Linked DNA regions of Zea mays: region 1 is linked to region 2. Evidence: chromatin contacts called from public Hi-C data. All regions are on one chromosome and are shown on one strand. Each heading gives the region's core, a stretch centred on a gene start, on an enhancer-like site or on the middle of the called end of the contact. The rest is flanking DNA. Distances are from core to core; before and after follow the strand shown. Region 1 has its middle 37 kb from the start of LOC109943615. Region 2 holds the start of LOC100192350 (asparagine synthetase 3).

Region 1 (5,689 bases), core at 261-2,760, 68 kb before region 2:
GTGCTCCACTTAATCTTGTACACATAAGCGTACCCTCCACCACGTCTAGGGAGGCGCACATGATGGAGGCTATGGACTATGGAGGAGGGCGTGGAGGGCGGCGGCAGCAGGGGATGAACACATAGTGCCAGGCCGTGAAGCGACGCACTATGGAGGAGGCCCAACGATGAGGGTGGTGATGGTTGGGGCGTAATCAGATAAATATGGACAAATATTGCTTGTACTATATGTGTTTTCATATTTTCTCTTCAAACTCGGACCATATATGAATATTATCGAGTTGTGTCGATAAGATATGAATGGATGGCGACATCTTAAACATGAGTATACAAATATGGATATAAATCATATACGGATCAAATACTGAGTACGCGGACTTGAATATAGATCGGATCTCATCTCTTTTAAACGACCGAATTTAAATACGAATAGATAATATTTGTATTATTTACATCACTTGTGACAGACAAGCAAGCATCGCATAGAGGAGGAGACCCGTGGTGGCGAGTTGATAAGGGAGGCACAAGCGTGAAAGCGAGAAATAGGAGAAAACAAAAGAAAGAAAATAGAAAAGAAAAACGAAAAAGTTTTGTGTGTACATTTCCCTATTATTATCAGCTAGAAGCCTACGAGAAGCTGCTTTACCCATTTGTGTTTAACTAGAGACGGTGAACCACGTCTGATTGAAAATTCTTGGAGTTGACATATCTGATTACTAATAAATATTAATAGCCCATCAGTCCGACATGACATGATCGGTAGACTTTTTCTTCCGGAATATTTTATAATAATATGAAACCATATATAGGTCTACGTAATCAAGTCGAACGCGTTATTAAAAAAACTAAAGAGAAGAAAAGAATGCATCGATACAATTATTGGAAATGGTTTAAAATTCTAAATACAAAATTATTTATTAGCTTTTCATTATCTTCTAGAAATAACCAAAACTTTCGTGATAGCCACACTGCAACACATCACATGGATACAACGACACCTAATATTCGTTAAATTTTAAGGTACGATAATTACATAAATCTTATCTAACATGGTGTATTAAGCGAAAAACGAGAGAAAAATAGACCTATGCGCTTCGCATGCCAGAAAGGATAACGGAAGAGCAGAACATACTCGCTCCACGAGACGACCATCAATAGGAATAAATATTTATAAAAAATGGTTAAAACTATCATTATATATAGACGTAGACGAAAAATTGTGATCCCACAATAATACATGTATAGATCTGGGACCACAAAGCTAAGGCTCAAACGCATACAAGTGCATGTGTCCACATTATCTCTTTGCAAGCCGATTGATCGTATCGTAGTATACAAGAAATTATTGGGATCGGATGAAGAGGGATGGGTGATGAGTTGGAAGCGCCTCTGTGATTGGACGGGAACACCGGACAAAAGGATTAGACAATGTTGGTTCGCCGCGGCTCGAGTTGGGGTCCACGTCCACGTCATCATGGAGCGGAGTTTGGTTACGTGAAGGAAGCTACTGCTAGAGCCTAGAGCTGGCCAGAGAAGACGACGATGCTCTTGGGCCTCCGGGCCAGATAGATAACCTATACACTTTAGCTTCCTGGCTTCCCTTTCCTTTTTGACAAGTAGGGGAACGAACAGTACTTGTTTTTATCTGGTTGGATTCTTATTTCTTCTCACGGCTTGAATTTTGCGAGATATTGGCAATTTTGCCATTATCATTTGTTGGTTTCGCCAATATGTTATCGGACCCACAAATCATAGACACAGATGGTCCCATCAGTCATAGACACGGGATGACATAATAACAGACAACAAAAATTAGGAGTGGTAAAATCATAAATTTCTTGAATTTTGTGGCTTCCCTTTTTAACTGGATACATCTATTGCACGCCCTTAACTTTCATGTGTTGATTTCTAGGTCTTCAAAACTGTCTTCGGTGGATCATGTAAAATAGGAGATGCAACACTATAGATGATATTGCTTGACACTATAGAGTGAAGATTGAAATAATGGATAAAATAGAAGATCTACTGAAGATGACCTAAGGATTAGCTTGAAAACTCAAATCCCCTCCGAGATTGGAAGTTTGGAAACTCAAATCACCCTTTAGTATTGGAGGGAAATGAACCTCCAACCCTAAAGGAGTTTTCAAACTAACCCTAAGGTTACCATAGGCTCACTCCACTTAATACTATTCTAAATGGTCAAATGGGTTTCAACCGACTTCATACATCAATATAGAATGCTAACTCAATCCTGATGAGATCTGACGTGTTAGGTCCAGTACCTACACTTACAAGACCATGTCATCTAGGTCCTAAACTTAAAAAAATGACACTTACAAGACCATGTCATCTAGGTCCTAAACTTAAAAAAAATCATGTCAACATTCTCGAACTTGTTTAATTAAACTGGCAGCACGAGGTAACTAAACTTGCACGATGATGCCATCCACCTTCTTAACTTCCAAAATTACGAATACGAGTCTCCAAACTTATTAATTGAGCCACATGAGGGTGCAAATTTACCATTGTTTCTATAAAACCATATATGCGTCAAATGCTAATTGGGCCACAAGAGGTCCAAAATATCATTGTTCAAAGTAAATCACCTACGTGATTGGTGATCGTACACTTGACATAAGGGGACCGATGTTGTCCTTCACTCTCTCATCTTGTTCCCCACTCCTTCCCATGTCAGCACTAATACTCTTGCACCGTCAGAGTTCAAGAACCAACAACAACTAAAGCACCTCTCAGCAACAGAAGTAGCATCACACCCCTAAACCCTAAACCTTAAAACCCTAAACCCTAAAGTCGTATTTAAGTGAAAATCCATATACATCTCATATGTGTGCCACGATGAAGTTTCACACGGATGATGCCTCAGAGTATAGAAACTTAAACGACAACAACTTAGACCTCCTCGAACTCTTAATAGTAGCCTTCCTCCTATTAACCTAATTCTGAACAAAATCCCACATCAATTGAGCTCACTTAAGGTGGGGGCTCAACAAGTGTCTAGGTACAAGTGTAGTGTAAGGCTTACCAAGAAAAAGTTTGATGCTAAGCATTAGCTTTTAATTAAGTTGGTCAAACTTTTATTAGCAATTGCTAAGTATAAGTAAGTACCATCCCAATTAAACAATAGATCATAAATGAAATACCAATAATGTAATGCATGTTCTGTTTAATTTAATTCCATCATTTAATCAAGTGAGGGGTCTAAGCCGCACGTAAAAGTGAGCACGACTGATGTATCAATTTTACACTCTACAGAGGTTGCACATCTTTACCCACAAGTCGTGTTACCCATTTGCCAAGGCGTCATGACTCCCATGCACCTCTTCCGAGGAGGCAAGACAGGGTTCACTACGAGACTGAAAGTCGCCTAGAGGGGGGGGTGAATAGGCGGAACCTGGGAATTAAAACTTTATCCCCCAACTAGATCCCTTGATTAGTTGTTAGAACAAAATACAAATATCGGAGAATATAAACTAAGTTCTTGCTTTGAAAGGAGTATTACTAAATAATGCGGAAGTGACAAATCAATACAACTAGTAAGTTATAGAATAACAAAGCAAGAAGTCTTGGATGAGAAGAGCACTAGGACAAGTTCTTTCTTGCAACGTGTTGCTTCACTAAATGGGAATTTAACTTGAAGCAACACCAAATGCTATTAGCAAATAAAGATGCAAGAAAAACTTGGAGCAAGGGAAAGCAAACAAATCACAAGCAATAAACACAATGGACACGGGTGATTTGTTTTACCGAGGTTCGGCCCTCGAAGGCCTAGTCCCCGTTGAGGAGTCCACTTAAGGACGGGTCTTTTTCAACCCTTTCCCTCTCTCCCGATCACACAAGGATCGGCGAGCTCTTCTTCTTTTCAAGGATCACTCTCGATCCCACAAGGACCACCACAATCTTTGGTGTCTCTTGCTAGCTTTTACAAGCCTCCAAAACTTTGGAGGAAGTTCAATGGGAGTCAAAACTCCACGCGCAAATGAACACAAAGATGAAGCACACACTATCTCTCGATGAATCTCACAAGGCACTAGTGCTAAACTCAAATGAGTAGCTCTCTTTTGCTTGCTCTCTCTTTTGTGGCACTTGTGTTGGTTGTAGTGGTCTAAATCTTGTGTATAGGATGGATCAATGAATATATGTGGTTGGGAGGGCTTGAGTATGTCAACTAGATGACTTGGAATGTTGCTTGGACTCCCACACCTTGAAGTGGCCGGTTGGAGTGGTATTTATAGCCCTCAACCACCCATATAGCCGTTGGGGCGCATCTGCCAGGAATTGCACTGGCGGACGGTCCGCGGCTAGGGCCCGGACGGTCCGCGACCCTCCAACGGTCGATTCTGACATCTTCAACGGATACTTCTGTCAGATCAACGGCTAGATCAACGGCTATCTGCCTCGGTGACACCACGCGGACGGTCCGCCCTTGGTCCCGGACGGTCCGCGCCAGCTCTATAATTCCTTTTGCTCAACTTGTCACCTTCGGGCTGAACCAGGTCTTCACATGCGGACTGTCCGCGAATTATAGCCGGACGGTCCGCACGTTGTAGCTGGACGGTCCGCGGTTTAGTCGGACTATCCCTGATTTGTAGTTCCTGGTCGAAGTCAACTCGGTGTCGCGGACGGTCCGCCGCAAGGGCCCGGACGGTCCGCGTGTGGTCTCAGACGGTGCTTGCTCTTCCATCGGACGGTCCGCAGCACAGACTTGGATTTTTGCATTGGTTCTGGCCGAGTGACATCCTCGTGTCGCGGACGGTCCGCCGCAAGGGCCCGGACGGTCCGCGCTTGGCCTGTTTTTCCAAAAAGCTTCTCCTGTCCGGAATAATCTACGGTATTCCGGACAGTCGATTTAGTATAGTTGTAGATGAACCTTTGGCACCTGTAGAGCATATAATCTAGAGCAAACTAGTTAGTCCAATTATTTGTGTTGGGCAATTCAACCACCAAAATCATTTAGGAAAAGGTTTGAGCCTATTTCCCTTTCAATCTCCCCCTTTTTGGTGATTGATGCCAACACAAACCAAAGCAAATAAATAAGTGCAGAATTGAACTAGTTTGCATAAGGTAAGTGCAAAGGTTACTTTGAAATTAGACCAATTTACATTTAATGTTTTAGATCATGCTTGCACCAATTGTTTTGTTTTTGCAAACTCTTTTGGAAATTCTTTTCAAAGTGTTTTGCAAAACAGTCAAAGGATAAATGAATAAGATTTTGAGAAGCATTTTCAAGATTTGAAATTTTCTCCCCCTGTTTCAAAATGCTTTTCCTTTGACTAAACAAAACTCCCCCTCAATGAAATCCTCCTCTTAGTGTTCAAGAGGGTTTTAAGATATCAATTTTGAAAATACTACTTTCTCTCCCTTTTGAACATAATAAGATACCAATTTGAAATTTACCAATTGAAAATCATTAGTTTTACCAATTTGAAATTAGGAGGTGGTGGTGCGGTCATTTTGCTTTGGGCCTAATACTTTCTCCCCCTTTGGCATGAATCGCCAAAAACGGATACTCAGAGTGAAATGTAGGCCCTTGAAGTGCAATCTTCCCCTTTGGTCATAAATAAGTGAGTTAAGATTATACCAAAGACGAAGTCCTTTTTGCGTTTGAGCTTTTACTCTCTCCCCCAAGGATGAAGTCCTTTTCCTTGATGCTCATTTCTCCCCCAAAGAAG
Region 2 (5,641 bases), core at 2,852-5,351:
TTAGATCACAGTGGTGTGTTAGGCAGTTAATCACCAAAATACTTAGAAATGGCCTAAACGCACATTTCCCTTTCGTAATCACACCAGGTCAAGAACAGGTACCATCAAGACGACGATCATGAAGATGAGTTCGGAGAGGTCTAGGCCACCGTCTCACAGTCAACTATGGTTGTGGAGGATCATCATCGTCATATGGTGTTTTAAGTAATTTTGTACAAAATTTGTATTAAGTGATAAAGATGTGACATTGTTTTCTATACATGGAGTCGCCATGTGTGAAACGTGATCATGTCACACATGTGAGATGCATCTAGATTCATCCTTAAATCCGGGTGTGACAACAATACGGTGTTACATTGAGTGATTTTCTTATTCAGTAGTGAGTGGTACTCGGTTCTGACTGTTAGCCATCAGATTGCTAGGTCGATTGGAATGTATATAAATATTGTGCTTTAATTACTCTCTAGCTTGGTGTTAGTCTGAGTATTTACAGTCCCGTGTTGAGCTAATGTAGTAATTGTTTTTCAATTGGATAACAAATCCTCCAATTGTGTTCTCCAAGCACCTCGAGAAATGGATACATAAAATGTATAGAGTCATTGGTAACCATTGAGTTCCATCCTAGGAACAGTGGATAAAGGTTGGTCAAAAGGTGATAATCTATTGAACATATTCCTCTAGGGATTGCAGCATACCAGCAACATAAATTTTTGTACTTCTAACAATGGTAGTGCACTCATGAATCTCCATTAGATTAGTCCAAATATCATAAGAAGTTATGATATTCTTAATCTAATTGAACTCATTCATATCCAAATTATCAAACAAAATATTCATTGATTGGTCATTTACAATAATGTTTTCGTCGGCACTTGTGGTTGGCTCATCTTGCTTGAGCACTACAAATCCATCTCTCATATTTCTCCATATCTTTCCACCCATTGCCCTAAGATGAATTGTCATTCTTATTTTCCAATAATCATAGGTATTTCCATCAAAGTGTTGTGGCTTCACCATATGCACATTGCTTTCGTTAGCCATATTTTCCTACTCCGAGATGATTAAATCCACAAACAAAGGAGTTCCTGGCTCTTATACCACATGTAGGATCAAGGACACTGGCTAGAAGAGGTAAATAGATGGTTTTAACTAAAATCATAAACACTTGCCAAATTTAATTTGTACAACAAGATAATCAAATTATCTAGCCTATGTTGATCTAAACTCAGTTTGCAACCTAGGGTGACAAGTGATCTATATAGCTAGAAATGAGAGATAGCACAAATAGAGCACAAGTAATAAAGATGAAATAAAGTAATGAAGACACAAGACACCAGATTTTTTTACCATGGTCACGGTGATTTGCCGATCACCTCTAATCCACATTGAGGTGGATTCAATGCACTCACACGCTCCTCTATCAAGACTCCACTTGATCTCTTGAGCTGGATGGTCAATGAATTGCTTGAACCTCGATTCCACTAATGTCACTTTTCATCGCTCTCGTGAGGCAAGTGTGAGACTTTCATAATCAACATCGCAACTTCTCCACAAACTTTGTTGGAGAGCTCGACGGAGAATCCTTCACTAAGCCATCTAAGAGGCGGCAACCTCCAAGAGTAACAATTCGACGACGCTCACTTGATGATCTCCTAGTGCCTCGAGAATCAATAACTTGATGCAATGCACTAGAACCGATTTTTTTGTATTTTGGCCCTTTTTCCAAAAAAAATTATGTTTAGACCCCTGGACGACTTAATTCCATTTTGGACCCTTTGCTCGGTGCCACAGGATATGGCGTCGAGGTAACACTACTCGGTGCCACATCCTATGGCGTCGAGGTAACACTTCTCGGTGCCACATCCTATGGTGTCGAGGTACGTGCCTCGCTAAATAGTGAAGCCTGATGGGGCACTCATGTGGCACCTAGCTTGGCGCCATAGGATGTGGCGCTGAGAAAGGAACTCCTATGAATCGGTCGTTTTCTCGCTGAGAGCTTTACATAGGGTGGAAATCTTTTGTAATGCATGTGTAAATGAAATGGATGTCATAATGCGATGGTTATCACATTGTGTAAATGGCATAGACCATAGTTTTCACACAAGTACCATAATGTTATAAAACATGGTCCACTTAGTTGCCATAATTTGAAACAAATGACATAGAGCACAACACCATACAAGTTCAACACACTAATGTCATAGACCACAACACCATACAAATGGCTAGTTCAACCAAGCAAATTACATTGATACACAAGTCTTAGATACGTCTCACATACACAAATCTCAGATATGCTCGTTCATATGTGACAGACGGCGATCATTGACCACATCCTAGTCCCGGGAGCCAACATCAACATCACCATCGAATTGGAAATCATCGTACAAGCCAATGGCTTCATAATCCTCAAGTAGAGGTTGCGAACCAATAAGAACTTGCTCCAGATCCGTGCTCACAATGTCAAGACCTTTTTCAATTTTAGTAACAACACTCATGGCATTAACCGGGATATTCTTGTGCACATAGTCTAGATACTCAGGCACATGATTGCGGTTGCTCAACCTCCTCAACTCATCGGCACAGACTTGCATCTATCTAATGGCGTCTAAAAGACAAGCCCAAACTTGATTTAATCAATGCGCCTACAACAAAAAAACGAAGAATATGATTCACTGGCACATTAGTTAATGACTATCATTGCTCAAGTTCACTAATCAGTACAACAATGACATATGAAACTCTAAGTTTAACTAATATATCTCTAAGTTTCATTGCCACTTGTCATGACCTTGTTTGTTGATCTATGAGTCTACAATACAACTAAGTTTATAATGTGTCACTAACAAAACAACAAAACAGTATTGTCAATTGACACCTATAATGTTACTGGCACTAAAACATATCGGGTCATGTGTGCTCAATGATCGATGGCGCGGACATAATTTGCTAGTGTCATAAAGAATGTTGCTCGTGTCGAGCGAGGCACCCACAGTGGTTGTGCCCCTACTCCCATCCATCGTACTAGCCCCATTTGCATCTTCCGCAGCAACACTCTCTGAGCGAGGCACCCACAGTGGTTGTTCCCATGTACAAGTGATGCGCTTTAAATGATTGGGGTTGTTGAAATGATAAATTTGACATCCTCGTTTAACAAGTCTGAAAATGATTTGAGGAAAACAACCAATGTAATTCATACAGAATGAAAATATTAATAAAAAGAAAACCGGTGATTATTGAACTTTATCGTATAAATGAAACCAAATTTAAAGTTACAAGTAGTAACTAGAAAAGTGAAGTTAGCATAATTTAAAAATATTAAAAATTTGGTGTTGTTGGAGAGTAAGGTTGATTTTATTCCCAATATGTATTTAGCAATTTACTAAATCTGAGTTTATGTAGTTTTTTAAGGGAATTAATGGAGATGCTCTAAGGGCCGCCCATGGAGTATCTTGCTTAGCCGGAAGCCAATTATCGTCGTTGAAATTTCCTCCCCCGCAAGAAAACGTAATATCATTGTGATGATTTTAAAACTAGAAGGCGGATCCATCGAATCTTACCTACCATCTAAACTTACATCTCCGCATACATTAATCATATGCGAGGTGCTCAGCAGCGTTGTTTACATCATCGCACGCGACAAAAAACACACTCCACGAATGGTAATGTGCATCATCGCATCTCGCGGCAAATTAAAGGGCACGGCCGGCCATTGGTGAATCCTGCGGGGCCCGTCAGCCAGCCTTGGCCCACCAGCCGATCTATAGAGGACCTTTACCCCGGGACACTCATCTAGCCTTGGAACCTAGATCCGATGGCTAGCACCATGGCTGACGCGGGGTCGGGGCCCACGCTGACTCGGCCGGCGCAGCATCCCGAACGGATAAGCTCCTCCCGCGCACGGAGCTCGGCGAAGCGACACCCGCCGCGTGTCCAGGGAGCGCTCCCGCCGGGTCGCAGACGCGAGGTCCCGGAGCCGCGCGCCCCGCCTATAAAAAGGCAGCCATTCTCGCCTGGTTCCCGCATCCCAGCACGTCTCGTCTCCCTCCCAAAAAAAAAAAAAAAACTGCTCGGTTGCTGCTCCTGCTCCGCCGCGCCGGCATCATGTGTGGCATCTTAGCCGTGCTCGGTTGCTCCGACTGGTCTCAGGCAAAGAGGGCTCGCATCCTCGCCTGCTCCAGAAGGCAAGAGCACCCGTCCATCCATTGCACTTAGTTTCCTCCAGTCCACTACCCAACACCCTAGCAGAGTCTAGACTAGCTAGCATTTTACTAGTGTCAGTTCGTCCTCCGTCGGGCCGCGCGCCGAGGGATCTTTGATTCCTGGGAAGTGGGAACCAAGGGCTGGTTCACTGGTTGGTTGGTGTCGTTTTATTTTGCCTCTTCACCGGGGTCCCAGGAGGCTCTTCTCATAGGAATCATAAAGAATCGAACGGTAGAGACTAGCTCTGCTAGGGTGGGCCGTTCTGAAAATAAAGGAGCTAGCATAGCATGGGAACCTTCGTCGTCGTTCTCGCTGCTAGTAACCCCCCGCGTGTGTTTTTTTTTTTTTTGTGGTACTGATTACAATAGCGTTGCTCCGGTTAGTTGGTTATTAGTCGTTTGAGTTTTGACTGGCGGAGGACCTGCCTGACGATCCACGTGCCGTGCGCAGGTTGAAGCACAGGGGCCCCGACTGGTCGGGCCTCTACCAGCACGAGGGCAACTTCCTGGCGCAGCAGCGGCTCGCCGTCGTCTCCCCGCTGTCCGGCGACCAGCCGCTGTTCAACGAGGACCGCACCGTCGTGGTGGTGGTAAGAATACATGAACGCAAACAGTACAGATGAAATCCAACCGTCTTGTTTTGACGGCGGCACTATGCTGTACTGTCCTCACCATGCGCTGCTTGCTGCTTCTGTGTTCCAGGCCAATGGAGAGATCTACAACCACAAGAACGTCCGGAAGCAGTTCACCGGCACACACAACTTCAGCACGGGCAGTGACTGCGAGGTCATCATCCCCCTGGTGAGCCTGCTACCTGTATATGCTGATCGTTTCGGTACTCCAGCTAGCTGACAACCAAATTTCGCCTTCTCGCCATGTTCTCCACTCCAACACTACATGCACATGAAGAGAACAAACGCTGCACGACTGCTAGCTAGTAGTTGATGATTCCAACCCTCTTCTCTCTTGTCTGATCTAGTACGAGAAGTACGGCGAGAACTTCGTGGACATGCTGGACGGGGTGTTCGCGTTCGTGCTCTACGACACCCGCGACAGGACCTACGTGGCGGCGCGCGACGCCATCGGCGTCAACCCGCTCTACATCGGCTGGGGCAGTGACGGTAGGCGCTCCCGGGTCCCGGCCGGCCCATCTCTCTCTATACTAGAGCTAGCTTCTACAAATGCGCGCGTTCACGTTTCTGCAGACAAACGAACGAATGCATGTGCGGCCGATCAGATTAAGACAATATAATAAAGCGTGGGAGATCGACACACGCTAGCTGACCGATCGATTTTCGCCTCTCCTTCCTTCACTGCATGCAGGTTCCGTCTGGATCGCGTCCGAGATGAAGGCGCTGAACGAGGACTGCGTGCGCTTCGAGATCTTCCCGCCGGGCCACCTCTACTCCAGCGCCGGCGGCGGGTTCCGGCGGTGGTAC

Evidence for each region. Hi-C and Micro-C count contacts between places; a contact is called where the count stands out from the background.
Region 1: a Hi-C map of endosperm shows a contact between it and region 2, with 4 times the contacts expected there. The contact joins the enhancer-like site here to the promoter of LOC100192350 in region 2. A contact is called at or near these places in 6 of 25 Hi-C or Micro-C datasets (endosperm and leaf).

The regions. Positions count from the first base shown.
Region 1 is chr1:44,976,277-44,981,965 of Zm-B73-REFERENCE-NAM-5.0, reverse strand. No RefSeq gene overlaps it. Among protein-coding and RNA genes, the nearest start is that of LOC109943615, 37 kb to the left of the region's middle. Within about 2 kb of position 1,510, at least 16 of the 20 cell types and tissues checked have an H3K27ac peak or open chromatin away from gene starts, as enhancers often do. A contact at or near this core is called in endosperm and leaf, where this site is marked.
Region 2 is chr1:44,911,066-44,916,706 of Zm-B73-REFERENCE-NAM-5.0, reverse strand. LOC100192350 (asparagine synthetase 3) reads left to right here and starts at 4,101. Exons shown (of 10, transcript NM_001137542.1): 1 at 4,101-4,184; 2 at 4,654-4,792; 3 at 4,905-5,003; 4 at 5,182-5,323; 5 at 5,526-5,641. The coding sequence starts at 4,105.